Regions from separate parts of the Mus musculus genome. Here all the other regions are linked to region 1. The links are chromatin contacts, called in public HiChIP or PLAC-seq and promoter capture Hi-C maps. All regions are on one chromosome and are shown on one strand. Each heading gives the region's core, a stretch centred on a gene start, on an enhancer-like site or on the middle of the called end of the contact. The rest is flanking DNA. Distances are from core to core; before and after follow the strand shown.

Region 1 (4,675 bases), core at 702-3,201:
ATGTATGTGTACGTGTGTGTGTGTGTGTGTGTGTGTGTGTGTGTGTGTGTCTATAGGCCAGAGGTCAACAAACCCCAGAAATTCCCCTGTCTTTATCTCCAAGAGCACATGTAACCACAATCAACATTTTTTTTCAAGCTCAGGTCCTCAAGCTTGCCCAACCAGCACTTTTAACCATGGCACCATCTGTCAGCCACACCCTACCTTGGATTTTGAACCGGAGCTTCTCACTGGGACTCCTGCTCGCTTCAACAACGAAGCTAAGCTGGCTGGCCACAGAGTCCTAGGGAGCCTCCTACCTGTGCCTCCCTCCTGCTGGGATTACAAGTAACTGCCTCCTCGCCCAGCTTTTCCCATGGATGGTTCAGAGGAAAGCAGGTCCTCACAATTATCCTGGAAGCACTATCCCAACTGAGGCATCACCCCAGCTCCTCCTGTGAGTTACATGTGATGAAGCTTTAAGCATCCAGCTACTGCCCAGGGTCATAGAACACCAGTTTCTGGCTGGGGAACTCAGGCTTCTTATGTGGAAGAGCCTTGGGGCCACTCAAGGCCCAGAGCAATTGAGCACCGAAGCAGGTTTGGCCTCCTTACAGCCCAGAGTCTGCTTCTGTATTCCCAGGATCCTTGGGACCCTTTAGGATGAGATGCTTTTGACACAGGCGTTTGGAAAAGTGTATCATTTCTGTGTCTGGGGCGGAGACAGCAGGGGAATGCCAGGCTGCTGGCCACTCGGTGTCCATTGAGTGACCTAGCCTCTCAGCTCTGCAGCCTCAGCAGTATGGAGATGAGAGCACTTCTTACTTGTCAGTCTTCTTGGGACCCATCACTGTGGATGGCCCCTGCTCTGTCCTGACCCGGCACTGCCACTTGTGCATGGGGTCTCCCGCCCAGCCTACTGAGGTATTCTTAAACTTCATTCCAGAGAGAGAGAGTTGCAGCAGGACACTGCTTCCCCCACTAGGACAGGATCAGAGACCCAGCAAAACTTTTCCACGGGAGTGGCAAGCTTACCGGGGTGGAGGTGGGGAATTCTCACTTCTCACCTTCCTCGAACTACAGAAAGTCATCTTTTCTCTCATCAGCCTCCACTCCTGCTTTCCGTAGGGACCATGATGGAAATAAACAGCGAGGGTGTGTTGTCTAGCTTTGGTTGTCTTGTCTCTAAGATGGAGGAGTGTTCTTTGCAGCTGCTCCTGTGGCTTCTTTCATCCTAGTGGTCAGGTAGCCTGTGCACAGAGAAAGCCAGTTAAGCCTCTCACTCCCCTCCCCAGGAGATGAAGTTTACACCATACCAGGCCAGGCCTACAGCATTCGGAACCCAGGACCCCTACTCTCATCCCTCAGTATTGACAGACTTTGTATTCAAGAGCCTGGACGGATACATTACCAGTGGATAGATGTGGTAAGTGAATGGAGGGCTAACTGGGATGTTGTTAAGTGCTGGTGGAAGGAGGTAGAACGGGGATTCGTGAAAGTGCTAAATTAATGCCATATGGGTGAGGATTAACAGAGAGCAAGGGGTGTGTGGGCCTGCCCTGCTCCTGACAAGTCAATGCTGTAACATTTAGGAGAAAGGCCCACTGTGTCGTAAAATGCCTTAAATTCAGACTGAAGAAGCATTTCTTCACAAGAAAGACTTGGAAGAAGTCTTGGAAAGAGATAGAGAGAGAAGAGGGAGGGAGGGAGGGAAGGAGGGAGGGAGGGAGGTGAGGAGGGGGAAAGGAGAGAGAGAGAACATAAAGGTGTGTGCAGAGCAAGCAGTGGCCTGCCTGGAACTCCCACCCCCAGCCCCCACCCCCAGTGTGAGATGGGCTTTCTGCCTGAGGGCTGGGGTGGGGGTGGGGGGGTGGAGATTACACAAAGGCCAAGCCTGAACCACTCTAAACACAAAGCCCAGAGCAGTGCTAAACCAGCAGATGCTGACAGAGGAGGCCTAAGGGGTGTGGCCCAGGTGTCCATAGAAAGCGGCAAAGAAATCTCCCACCAGACACTTTTCTCCAGAATAAAGAGACATACTTACCAGGCTTCTTCAAAAGCAAAGATAGATACAAAGGGTAAAATAGAAGAGGGTGTGGGTATGTTTGTTTGGGTGTGTTTGCATTCCTCCTGGGATGCCATAGAACCTTCTAGAAAAACAGAGTGGGTGTGTCACCCTCAGCCAGTGTCGCACCGGCGGTTTTGTTCTTCAAAGAATCAATTCCTCCCCAAAACAAGAAGTCTTTTACAGCACACACTTGCCTTTTCCTGTGGCAAGAAAAACGCAGTGGAAGCGAAGACGAGGTTGCCTCCCATGTTTGCGGCCCCTCCCCTTCATCCCCATTCCCATAATTCCTCCTTTATCTCCCTTCTGTCCCACTCCCTTTCCTCTCTCTGACCACACTCTTCGGCTCACCATTAGTCACCTTCCAGGCAGGTCCCGCAGATTCCCAATGTCAAAACCAGGGAATTCCCCCCGCGGGACCATTTTGTTAGCAAAGAAAGGCAGAGGACAGGAATGAAAAATAAATTAAACGGGGTTCACATCTCCTCCACCCTCTGTGGGCGCAAGGCCTCAGCCAAGTCCCCCTAGCATGTGTTCAGCTTGTTGAATAATTAACCAAAAGGGTTTCTAGCCAGGCTTTTGTTACTCTTGGCTGACAAAGCATCATTTCAAGGGGGGTCCATTTTTCTCAGCTAGGCCGAAGTCACTTTGGCAAATTTAATCTGGTCTAACAGTTTTGCTATTTACTGCTGGAATTTGTGCGTCTGAAGAGCACCCTGGGAGCTGAGTTTAGAGGCTAGCTGATTGGCTTACAGCAGGGAGCCAGGTGGAAGCAGAGCAAACTGCAAGCCAGAGGAAGCCCTCTTACCTCTGTGGCCAGAGCCTTTCCCCACAGGCCCAGGGCTGCTGGGATGGTTTCCACAACGTGCAAAGTGGCAGTTTGAATGTGAAGATTTAAAGCATGCCCAAGTGGCAGAGAGATGAGTCTACTTGGGGCTAGGATTCACAACCCTGGGCTCTGTTTTCTTCATCCGCACATGAGGTTAATGGCAGAGTTGTGTGTCCTGGGGACAGTGAAGCGATGGGGGCTTAGGAGGGGTGTTGTCCTGGGGATGAGCACTTTTCCATATCTCTATCTTCACATCTCTATCCAAATCATTCTTGCTTGTTTTCCCGAAAGGAGTCTGGGATGTGAGAGATGAGAGTGACCCTGCACTTCCTTGATGGGGTCCTAATTGATGAACATTGCTCACAAACTTCCCTTACCCTATTCTTCAAAAGTCTTCGGAGGAGATCACAAACCCCATCATCTGGATGAAGAAAATCCAAACAGCAACAGAGTGGAAGCCATAACGATGATGTGACGTCCTTGTCAATGGTGATGATATCAGCGGCAGCCATGGCAACCACAGCTAATAGCCAGTGGGAGTTCTGGAGCACGCATCTCCTCTTCTGAATGAGAAATACCCAAAATAATGGACGTTACAATCTTTTTCACTATGATAAATGGGCTTGGGCAGGCATGTCTATGTGCTACAAGAAATCAGATCTTTGTTTTAAGATTTCAGTTATACCTAAGATGAGAGATGACACGGTGGTGTTTTTGATAGAAAACCCAATCCTGCCAGGATGGCAGTGCTGCTCAGGGAGATCTACAGACTCAAAGGAACCCTCATCGAAACCTGACAGTGTGTTTGCAGTGTTTGACAAGCTGCTTCTGAAAGTTGAAATCCCAAAGGTCAAGGAAAACATGGCTACCTCAGTGCAGAGGAAGCGGGCTGAACCTCGTGCACGACTATCTATCATGGCCCATTAAGAATCCACACTAAGGAAAAGGGCTTGCGTGCTGTGGGCAGGCCAGTTCAGAACCCACCTGAGCACATGCTTTCCCACTTGTGAAGACTGGCACACTGCCCAACAGTGTGGGAAGGGCAGTCCTTTCAAACATGTCACTGAGTCAAACAGATGTAACAGCATTCCACAGAATTCCTGATTTGATTTCAGGGGTGTGTGTGTGTGTGGGGGGTGCAGTCCAGGCCTTGTATTATCTAGGCAAGTATACTACCATTGAGTGAAACTTTTCCATATTTCCATATTTTATTGACTTTGTATTCTCTCTCACTCTCCTTCTTTCTCTGCACCATGGCATACATGAAGAGGCCAGAGGGCAACATTCAAGGATTGGTTCTCTCCTTCTATCATGTGGGTAGGTCCTGGGGATTGAACTCAGATTGTCACATTTGGCAGCAAGCACCTTTACCTGCTGAGCCATCTCACTGACCCCGGATCTTAACATGGAGAAAGCAAACATAACAGTTGGTTATAGTACCTAGCAGTACATAAGCTACACCACAAATGTGGTATTGAACAAAAGAAGTAGTGAAAGCCATTCACTCAATTTAAAAATAAATAACTTTTTTAAAAAAAAGTTTTCTCTAAAAAAATTCTGAAATTCTTGTCAGTGTTATAAGATGTTCTGGACTGTGGGGGAAGTGCTGGGACAGACTAAAGCAGGGCTCTGTGAATCTTGTTTCTTGGGTTTCAATACTGATATTTGAGCATGCTCAGTCTATTGGTGTTCATCAAACACTCTATGACTATTATTATATATTTCTATGCATATACATATATGCATAGAAATATATAATATATATTTATAAATATATATTTCTGTGTGCTTAGCACCCATCA
Region 2 (4,675 bases), core at 1,231-3,730, 370 kb after region 1:
ATCCCCCCAGGGACACCACCACTTCTAGACTTCCAGGGATGCCTGGGTCCTGCTTTGAGCTTGATGCGCCTTCACAGATGACCTTTAAGCATTAGATGCAAGCATAGCTCAAGTGGACCTCCACAGGCATCTGAGCCTGTTCACTTTCAAGAAAGTGTCCTTCTGTGGTGACGGCCTATAGCCACCCCCACCCCATGGTCACTCTTTCCCAAACTCCATGAAGGCTACTAACTCCAGCAAAGTGTCTCTGTCTGCTGCCCTATCTGGCTTTTCAGATGGCAGTGTAAGTGTCTATTTGCTCCAAAGAGAGCAAGAAGTAAAGCACCCTTGACAAGGAGCTTGGCAACTGAATGCTGAGGCTGTGCGAATCACTAAAGGCAGTGGATGCAGTGGGCTTTCTGCATTGTCCCCTCAGGGAGCAGTGCTGGGTGTCCCTGATGGATGAATAGCTGAGGACCCACTGTTTTGGTCTCACAGAAACCCAAAACTTTAACCAAGACAAGTGTTGGTACCCACACTGAGATTGAGACCTTCAGCTGTTTGTCCCCTCGTCAGGGCTACTTAGGGCCTGACCCATAATCATTTGACTTCTCAAAGGCACCACCAGGAAAGGTGAAGCGGTTCCCATCTTTACAAGGTGGGAAACTCCAGGTGGTCTTCGAAGACCAAACAGCTAGTGATACACATCAACTCCAGTGTCTATTTGAGTGTGGCCTTGAAACTAGTTGCTTACACCCCCGGCTCTCAGTTCCACCTTACATAACTGTCCAGTGAGGTGGTGGCCAACGTCACAACACTGTGCCTGACACCCTAGCGTCAAACTCGGAGCTGCGTGCACTATTTGCTATCTGAGCACCGTGGTCAAGCACTTTGTTTTGATGAGCTTGTGTGTGTGTGTGACTTGCATTGACTTCATACAGCAGCTGGCACTGCCCTCTCCCAGCTGAGCGCTGACTGAGTTATTCCTTCTACCTCCGCCTGGGAATGCAAGTAGATCAAGGTAATTTATGAAAGCTCTTATGGTCAAGCTGTGGGGTCCTGAGTTCTCTCTTGACATTTAACACGCTAGTTAAGGTCCTGATGGTTTTCCTATTTGAGCACTAAGTGGCTCCCACTCTCCCCTCGAGAGCTTTGCACTTTGTATTTGGCACTGAAAGCACTTGTTGCTGACAGCCAGCATGGCTCCTGGTGTTGTCTTGCCATCTCTTGGTTCTCCCAGAACATAGCAAGAAAACTCTCTCTCCCTCCCTCCCTCCCTCCCTCCCTCCCTCCCTCCCTCCCTCCCTCCCTCCCTCCCTCCTTCTCTCTCCCTCCTTCTCTCTATTTCCCCCATCCCACCTTAGATGTCTCTTTGTATTTCCATGAATTGTGGGCGGGCACATAGATAAAGGCCAGAATCAACATCAGGTTTCTTCCTGGACTGCTCTTCACCTCATTTATTTTTTCAGATGGAGTCTCTTCCTGAGCCTGGAGCTCACAGAACAGACTAGATCGGCTAGCAGTGCACACCAGGGATCGTCTTGTCTGCACAGGCTTCAAAGATGTGTGCCACAGAACCTGGCTTTTCCCCATGGGTGCTAGGGATCAAAAGTCAGGCCCGCATATTTCTCCCCCAAGGAATTAACCAATCTCCAGAGCCCTAGAAGCTCCTCCTCCCCCGCCCCCCAGGAACACCAGCTAACCCTTTTGAGCAGCCCATGAGTCTCCATCTTACCCAGCCACAGTCACTATGGCTGATTCCGGCTCCTCGAAGTCAGGACATGCTGAGTTGTGCCTGGCCTTTCTCAGCTTTTCCCAATTCCTTTCTCTGTTGAACCCTTTCATCAAAAAAACATCCCTGGGACCCTTGGTGTGTTGTCTGGCTGGCTGCTTTCTCCACAAAGACTTGGGGAACTGGGCCTAGCATAAATCAGGACTCCATTGCAGCCTCTAGATGGAGGTTCATACTGCTACAGGGTTGGGGAGAGGTTCGTACCTCCTTTGTTCCCTCCCTCGATAATGGTCTGTGGTTTGGGTCTGTTGCTTCCTGCGTTGGCTCTCCTCTTTCCCCTCTCCCTCTTCTCCACTTTCCCCCCACATTTTCCTCCCTCCCCGAATCCTGTCTCTCTATTGTGCGATTCAGGGCATGCCCCTAAAGGAACTGCAGATTCTTTGTAAAGTTTGCCACTAAATTTTAACGTTAACTAAGAATGAAAACTAAGAAAAGCCTTTTTGCGGGTCGCTGACGGCTCACATAAACAGGGCACTTCTCTTTTATGGAGTGCCGGCCTCTGCGCTTGCCAAAGTGCGCAACTTCTGCACCCACTCTGAAGATGGGAAGATGTCAGAGACTCCAGACAGAGACAAAGCAGGACCTGGAGAGCCGGACGTAGCTCCTCCCACCCGGTCAGCTGCAGAACTTGCCTCGCCCCTAGCTCCTCGCGCCCTGCCTTGCAGTTGCCACGGAAACGGAAACATAAGCAGGCACTGCTCAGATGTAGAGTTCCTGTTGCTAGGGGCCACCTGAAGACGCTCTAGTGGGAGAAGTGGGGTTCCAGAGCCCGAGGCAGCAACCGGAGCGAGGGAATCCCAGTCAGAGCCTGCTCTCCAGGAGGGTGGCCACAGGTCACCAACCCTGCCAAGCCTCTCCCTGCCCTAAGAGACAGGCTGTCCTCAGTCCCTGTTCCTCCCTCCAGAGGAATCCCCAACCTCTGAAAACCTCTAGGGGGAGTTCCCCCAACTTCGGCAGTAGGCCAGCCTTTAGAGGCCAAGGAAAAGCTTTCCTGTGGGTGAAGGAAAGACAGAAAGAGGCCAACCATGTCGAACCTGTAAGTGGTGGGTTACTATTGCCTTAGTGGGGGGGTCGCCTGGGCAGGGTGGCTTCTGCCTTTCCCCCTCCCTCCTCCCTCCTCCTTTTTATCTTTTATCAAGTTCAATGTGCCTCAGAAATGACTCTCCCTGTCTCAGCAAGGAACACTAGACTGTTTCCCTCCTTCCCCAGGGGAGGACCTCCAGGCCTTCATCACATGTCATGGGTGACCGAGGTGGCTTTTCTATTAGTCATGAAGGGGTTGCTTGTGGAAACACCAGTCCCTAGATCGAGCTCCAGAAAGATCTGGGGGAAGCAGCAATACCCTATTTCCCAGCCCAACCCCGAGGCTGTTGCCCTGTGTGTGTCTGTCCCCACCCTGTGTACCTGGCTCTGCACTTACTTCACATTGGGAGCACACGGTATGGCTTGACTGGAGTAAGTTTCAGGGCCCAGCCATGGCCACAGCCATCCTGTAAAGCTGTAGCTCTGCGTGCTGTTTCCATCTTGTTGAAGAGACATCCTCATGGGGCAGTGGCTCACAGCGTCAATGTGTAACAGCTGTATACCACAGCTCCAGCTCCAGCTCCAGCCTACCCCCAGCCTCCCAATACTGACTTTCAGGAAACCTAAGCCTGGAAGTGAGGAGTGGGGTGTGGGGAGACCAGGAAAGCAGACTGCATGCATGCAGCCTGTGGAACTCGAAGGAAGGCTGTTGAATATCAGCTCTTAGCTTCATAGAGATGAAGTAGGAACTTGACAGTGTGGACCCAGGATGGTCCATAGGAGACACAGAATAAGTGTAGGTAAGAGGGCGAGCCCGGATCAGCGGGAAGAAGAGCTAGCACGGCAAAGGATCCAAAACCCCTTCCTCCATGGGAAAATGGTGGAGAGAGAGAGAGAGAGAAAGAGAGAGAGAGAGAGAGAGAGAGAGAGAGAGAGAGCAGGCTCTACCCAGTGATCCTGGCATGAGTCTATGAAGAGGCAAGACTGGAAGCCACATTAGCAGCCTAAGGTCTCTGCTCGTAACTGACCGTGGAGTGATGGGCCAGAAAGATCATTCTGGACATGGGAGAGGGGAGCCGGTGCAGTGAAGGCCTGAGAGTTTCCCACAGCAGAAAGGGATGAGGCGGTCGCTGTGACGGAGGACAGGGGAGGCAGGGAGTTTTGAATGGAAAAACTCAGCTTACAGAGCTGGAGAAATGGCTCAGCTGTTAAGAGCATTGTCTGTTCTTCCAGAGGTCCTGAGTTCAATTCCCAGCCACTGCTTGGTGGCTCACAACCCTCTGTAATGGGACCCGATGCCCTCTTCTGGTGTGTCTGAAGACAGCTACAGTTTACCAGTGTACTCACACATACAAAATAAATAAATCTAAAAAACAAAACAAAACAAAACAAAAAACAAACAAAGAAACAAAAATACCCAGTGGTGAGGGAGGAGGAGGAGGCCAGGAGGAAACGCGTGCCACCCTTGATAATGGGAGCCATTGGGAGCACTTGGGCCAGCAGACAGTGTTGGGTATCAGTTTTATTTAACAAAACTGAGTATAGCCAAACATCTGGAGGAAAGGCAAAATAGAGTGTTCTGAGAGAAGGGAATAGGAAAGAGAACACAGAGGGAAGTAATGTCAGCCACTGAGGACATAGAACTCACAGCTAGGAATGAGAAGAGAGGGAGTCTAGAGGTGGTATGGACAGCCAGGAGGTCCCTGGAACAGCAGCACACAGCCATGACAGAAGGCTATGTAGTTCTATGCAGAAGGGGACCCCAACCTTAGAGAGCATCCCCAACACACCAACCTATACCCTCAACACACACACACACACACACACACACACACACACAGAGAGAGAGAGAGAGAGAGAGAGAGAGAGAGAGAGAGAGAG
Region 3 (4,675 bases), core at 1,335-3,834, 330 kb after region 1:
CCCAAGGCACGTTTTGCTGCTACAAACCCTCCACTTGGCCTTGCAGAGACTCTCATACTGGATCAGAAGAGGGACAAGTGACGAGGCAGGATGGCACCCACTTGCATGCTAGTATCGGTTAGTGCATGAGCCTGCTGCTTCCTGGTTTTGCTTCCCACAGACAAGGGTTGAACCAAGGACCCCTATCATGCTAGCTACCCAGGATCCCTCATGGTGCATGTCCCTGCCTGGTTCCGTATGCCTCTGGGTATCACGGACCAGCACTTCCTGCGTGCTTACAGAAGCATCTAGAGTTTGTTTTCTTTGCTACAACCAGACTGGCCTGGAAGCAGATGCCCCAGGTCAAAAGCACAGCGGGGACCTGGAAGTGGCCAAGTGAGAAGGGATGTGAGATGCAGGGCTGGTGGCGTGAGAAACCAGACTCCTGTCTGTGGCTGGCACATAGAAGGTGCCCTGAGTTTCAAGAGGCTAACATAGAAGTAAGGCAATATCATATCACCCAATAGTATCACCTTTGCCCTCAGATGGATGCAAGATGTGTATTTCCATCAGTGCTAAGAGAGGCTGGAAAACTGAGACAGGGCATCCAAAGAAAATAACGCCCCCAGAAGGGGAGAAAAAAGATAGTTCTATAACAGGGGTTGTCACCCAAGGGTGACATAAACTAAGAAGCAGGTTGGCTCTTACACACGTTCGCGACCGGCCAGGAAAGATGCAACAAACCGGAATCTTCTGCGGCAAAAGCTTTATTGCTTACATCTTCAGGAGCCAGAGAGCAAGAGAGCCAGAGAGCCAGAGAGCCAGCGAGCAAGAGAGAGAAAAAGAACAAGAAAGCAAGAGAGAGAATGGCAAAACCCCGTCCCTTTTAAGGAGAATTATCCTCCGCCTAGGACGTGTCACTCCCTGATTGGCTGCAGCCCATCGGCCGAGTTGTCGTCACGGGGAAGGCAGAGCACATGGGGTGGAGAACTACCCTTGGCACATGTGCAGATTATTTGTTTACCACTTAGAACACAGGATGTCAGCGCCATCTTGCAACGTTGAATGTGAGGGCGGCTCCCCACAGGTGGCCTCTCCCCAGGTGCCTCGTGGAGAGGTGTAAGCCATTCCTGCCTCTGCCCAGCAGGACATCTCTGCACAATGGTACATGACATAGTGAACAGCTTCATTATCAATGAAAAGAAGGACAGCCATACACTTGAAACAAGAGTCTATTCCGGAGCCCTGGCAACATCCCTGAAGAGGCTGTTAAATGTCCTTGTTTCACAGATGAAGAACCCCAAGTTCAAAATACTGCACGCCCTGTCTGCAGCCTAGCCTGAGCTTAGGGTTAAGTCAACCTCTGACCATCTTGGGAAGACTCAGATCCACCTGCTTATCCTGCCCAGAATTGAAGAGAGCTGTTGGCTCAGGCTGGGATAATAGCTTGGTCGGTAAAGTGCCTGCCTCGAAAGCATAAGGATCAGGGTTCTTCCACTGAACTCACATAAGGCTGGGTGGGGTACTGTGCTCTTGTGTTCCTAGAGCTGGCAAGGCCGGGACAGATAGGTTCTTAGAGCTCACTGGCCATCCAGCCTTACCTAATGGCCAAGCTCCAGGCCGATGAAAGACGTTATCATCACACAATGACAAGACAGATGGCATCTAAGGAAGGACAGCTAAGTTCACAGCTGTCAGGCACATACACGGTTGGTTGGTTGGTTGGTGGTGGTTGGTTTGTTTGGTTGGTTTTGTTTTGCACATGTTGGTTCTCCAGTTGTAACAGAATCCCTGGAAACTGAGAGGATTCCTTCACCCCAGCTCTGGAAAAGTACCCAGCCTGGCTAGTGCACGGAGCAAGAAATCTATCCTTATTCTGGCAGCAGGGTTCACTGGGTCCAGGCACAGCCCAAGGCAGAAAGGACGCCACCAGCTTTGCTCCCTCTTCACCATCACTGCATAGACTGGCCAGAGACAGACTTTCTCATGACCACGGGAACAGAGCAAAGCCAGAACCGGATTCCACCCTATGGCAATGTGGTTGGTGTCAGTAGAACTGGGAGCTCCCTAACTTTCAATCCAGAGTTTGTCTCAGATGAGCTGATGGGCATCTGAACAGATCAACGGTTCCATGGCTGAAGACAGACACCCTCTGCCTGCCACAACCTGCAGACGCAGTCTCATGAAGAAAATTATGGTCTGTGGGCAGTGCTCATTCATCTGTCCCCTAGACAGGTCTCACACACATCTGTGGCACTCTTCTTAAAGGTACACCTGGCTTCACCACATTTTCTACCTACCAGAGCCATAGGGTGTCACACCAGACACGGCCCATCCCCTTCTAGATGAATCATGGACTTGGCACAAGCCTCCCGGCCCAGCTGTATCCTGTTCCTGCTCTTTCACACACAGTGGCAATGGGGGAGGAGACGAGCATCCTCCACCACACCATAGGCTCTGCGTGTCTGCTTCCCTGTGATGGACCCTGCCAACACACTCCCAAGTGCTACTATGTAGGTGAGGTTGCCTCATAGGCTGACTTGGGCCACCAGCTATAGCTAGCTGATAGTTATGGACTCCAGAAGGCTAGCTGTGCCAATGAGGAACACCTAGAGTCATCCTTCCAGCTCTGCAGGCAACATGGCTAGTCAAGATGTGACTCTACTGGTACTACTGAAAGATGAGGGGTATGCCTGCAACCTCACTCCAGCCAGAGTGGATTTGTTCCCATCTTGTTCCCAGTCCCAAAGCTGGAAGGGTAGGTGGGTGGTTGAGAAAAGAGCCAACACTGGAGCTAAAGGAGGAGGATAGATAATCCCAGGATGGTTAATCCTGACTGCAGTTTGGTTAGATGTAGAATCACCTCAAAGATATAGCTCTGGATGGGTCTGTGCATGTTTTTCCAGGAAGGGTGAACAAAAATGAGAGAAGTGTCCTCCAGGGTGGGTGGCGCCTTTCAGCAATGGCTCAGATAGAGAGGTCTGAGGTGGGGACAGTGCTGTTAGCTCACTTTAGCTTCTTGCAGAGTGTGTCACTGCTGGAGCTGCTGTCGCCATCCTCAGGGACACCGGGGACACTGGAGCACAGCTTTTTAATACCTTCCAACATGGACTGATGATGACTCTCCAGGAGCTCTGCAGGTCTCCAGTGCCAGATTGGGGCTCTTGAGGTTCACCTTTGTGGAGTGAGCAATTCAGGACTTCTCTGCCTCTCCTGCATGCAGCCACTCTTGGACTGCCCAGTCCACACTGTGTGAGTCAAAGTAAACATGTCCCTTGGCACTCTACTGCCATTCACGGGTCCTATTCCTCAAGGGAATTCCAACATACACATCTCATGTAAGATATACCATCACGTAGCCTGCTCTTGGCACATGATGGTGGCCTCTGCTTTCTTCTAAAATGGAACAAAATACTAACGCTCTTAAGCACAGCCTTAAGGGCTCGCTTGTAAACCCCAGTGTTTGGGAAGTGGAAGTAGGAGAACAAGGAGTGCAGGGCTAGCCTGAGCTACACGTGAAACCCTCTCAATAAAGAAAAAGTTTAATAAAGGGAGATAACTTTTCTTTTAGATTCTTAGGCAATTTCATTGTTCTCTTCCAGAATTCCTATGAAAAGCAAAACTGCCTTTGAGAATTACAAAGGAAGGAAGGAATATGTAAACATTTAGAGTAATAAACAACATGGGACAAATCAAAATTAGTATGAAAATGGCTACAATTTAAAATGTAAGAAAGTATACATTAAAACCTAGATTTTTTTTGTGTGTGTGGGGTACTTATTATGATAAAAAGAGACGAGGCAACATCTGTTTGTCCTGGTGAATGTGTTATGGGGTACAGTATTACCTCTATGTCATGTAAGTGGCTGGTGACACTCTGGATATCTTCTACATCCATTCAGACCACTCCTGTCACTCAGTCCATCTCTCACTGATGTCTCAAGGTCTCTTTCAATTTTATTCTCAGGTTTTCTTATCTTTCTTTCTTTCTTTCTTTCTTTCTTTCTCTCTTTCTTTTTCCATGATGGAAAACTTTCAACTTTTTCTCTTTTTTGTATTTTTTAATTAGATATTTTCTTTATTTACATTTCAAATGTTATCCCCTTTCCTAATTTCCCCTCTGAAAGCCCCCTACTCCTTCCCCCCACCCTGCTCACCAACCCTCCCATTCCTGCTTCCTGGCTCTGGCAGTCCCCTATACTGGGGCATAGAACCTTCAGATTCCTAATGAAATGAACTTTCAACCAAAACCTACTCCATTAAAGCTCCGAATCTGCTGTGAAGAATTGCCTTCCTGGTGGGAAGGTGGCCTCTTAGGTGCACATGGCTGGACTTTGTACAATCTAATTGTGAGCTGGTGTGTTTTAGTATCCATGCTGTCACAGAAAAACTCCCCCTCTAACTCTCCTTGAGCAATCCTCCCGGCATCTGCTGTGTCTCCTCATTATCATCTCATCGTTATTGTCTCCCCTCCCAGTAGAACGGGATCTCTCGGGATTGGTGTGTTCATGAAAGCTCAGGGGTCTAATCAGACAGATCCCACAGTGCACAGCACCGTCCCTTCCCTGAGAAGATTCAGAAGGAAGGAAGGGAGGGAGGGAGGGAGGGAGGAAGGAAGGAAGGAAGGAAGGAAGGAAGGAAGGAAGGAAGGAAGGAAGGAGAAGATAAGAGGATAATCTGGCTACCTCTATTGGTT

The links. Promoter capture Hi-C pulls out the DNA fragments that hold promoters and counts their contacts. HiChIP or PLAC-seq counts read pairs in DNA pulled down with a chosen protein or histone mark.
Region 2: a promoter capture Hi-C map of embryonic stem cells shows a contact between it and region 1, with 2.4 times the contacts expected there. The contact joins the promoter of 4930434B07Rik here to the enhancer-like site in region 1. A contact is called at or near these places in 3 of 39 promoter capture datasets (embryonic stem cells and liver), 1 of 484 Hi-C or Micro-C datasets (muscle stem cells), 1 of 115 datasets of contacts at active chromatin or transcription factors (pancreatic cancer cells) and 1 of 9 other capture datasets (embryonic stem cells).
Region 3: a FOXA1 HiChIP or PLAC-seq map of pancreatic cancer cells shows a contact between it and region 1. The contact joins two enhancer-like sites. A contact is called at or near these places in 5 of 115 datasets of contacts at active chromatin or transcription factors (embryonic basal ganglia, embryonic stem cells, extraembryonic endoderm stem cells and 2 more).

What each region holds. Positions count from the first base shown.
Region 1 is chr1:90,516,902-90,521,576 of GRCm38.p6, reverse strand. Gm35048 (a long non-coding RNA gene) reads right to left here. Exons shown (of 3, transcript XR_878394.1): 2 at 2,853-3,436; 3 at 1,163-1,229. Among named protein-coding and RNA genes, the nearest start is that of Gm35048, 13 kb to the right of the region's middle. Within about 2 kb of position 1,951, at least 47 of the 459 cell types and tissues checked have an H3K27ac peak or open chromatin away from gene starts, as enhancers often do. A contact at or near this core is called in embryonic stem cells, muscle stem cells and pancreatic cancer cells, where this site is marked.
Region 2 is chr1:90,151,297-90,155,971 of GRCm38.p6, reverse strand. 4930434B07Rik (a long non-coding RNA gene) reads right to left here and starts at 2,480. Exons shown (of 4, transcript XR_878374.2): 1 at 2,234-2,480; 2 at 1,715-1,899; 3 at 1,339-1,577. Iqca (IQ motif containing with AAA domain) reads left to right here and starts at 2,536. Exons shown (of 19, transcript NM_001368722.1): 1 at 2,536-2,807. The coding sequence starts at 2,797.
Region 3 is chr1:90,184,065-90,188,739 of GRCm38.p6, reverse strand. No RefSeq gene overlaps it. Among named protein-coding and RNA genes, the nearest start is that of Ackr3, 18 kb to the left of the region's middle. Within about 2 kb of position 2,584, at least 9 of the 459 cell types and tissues checked have an H3K27ac peak or open chromatin away from gene starts, as enhancers often do. A contact at or near this core is called in pancreatic cancer cells, where this site is marked.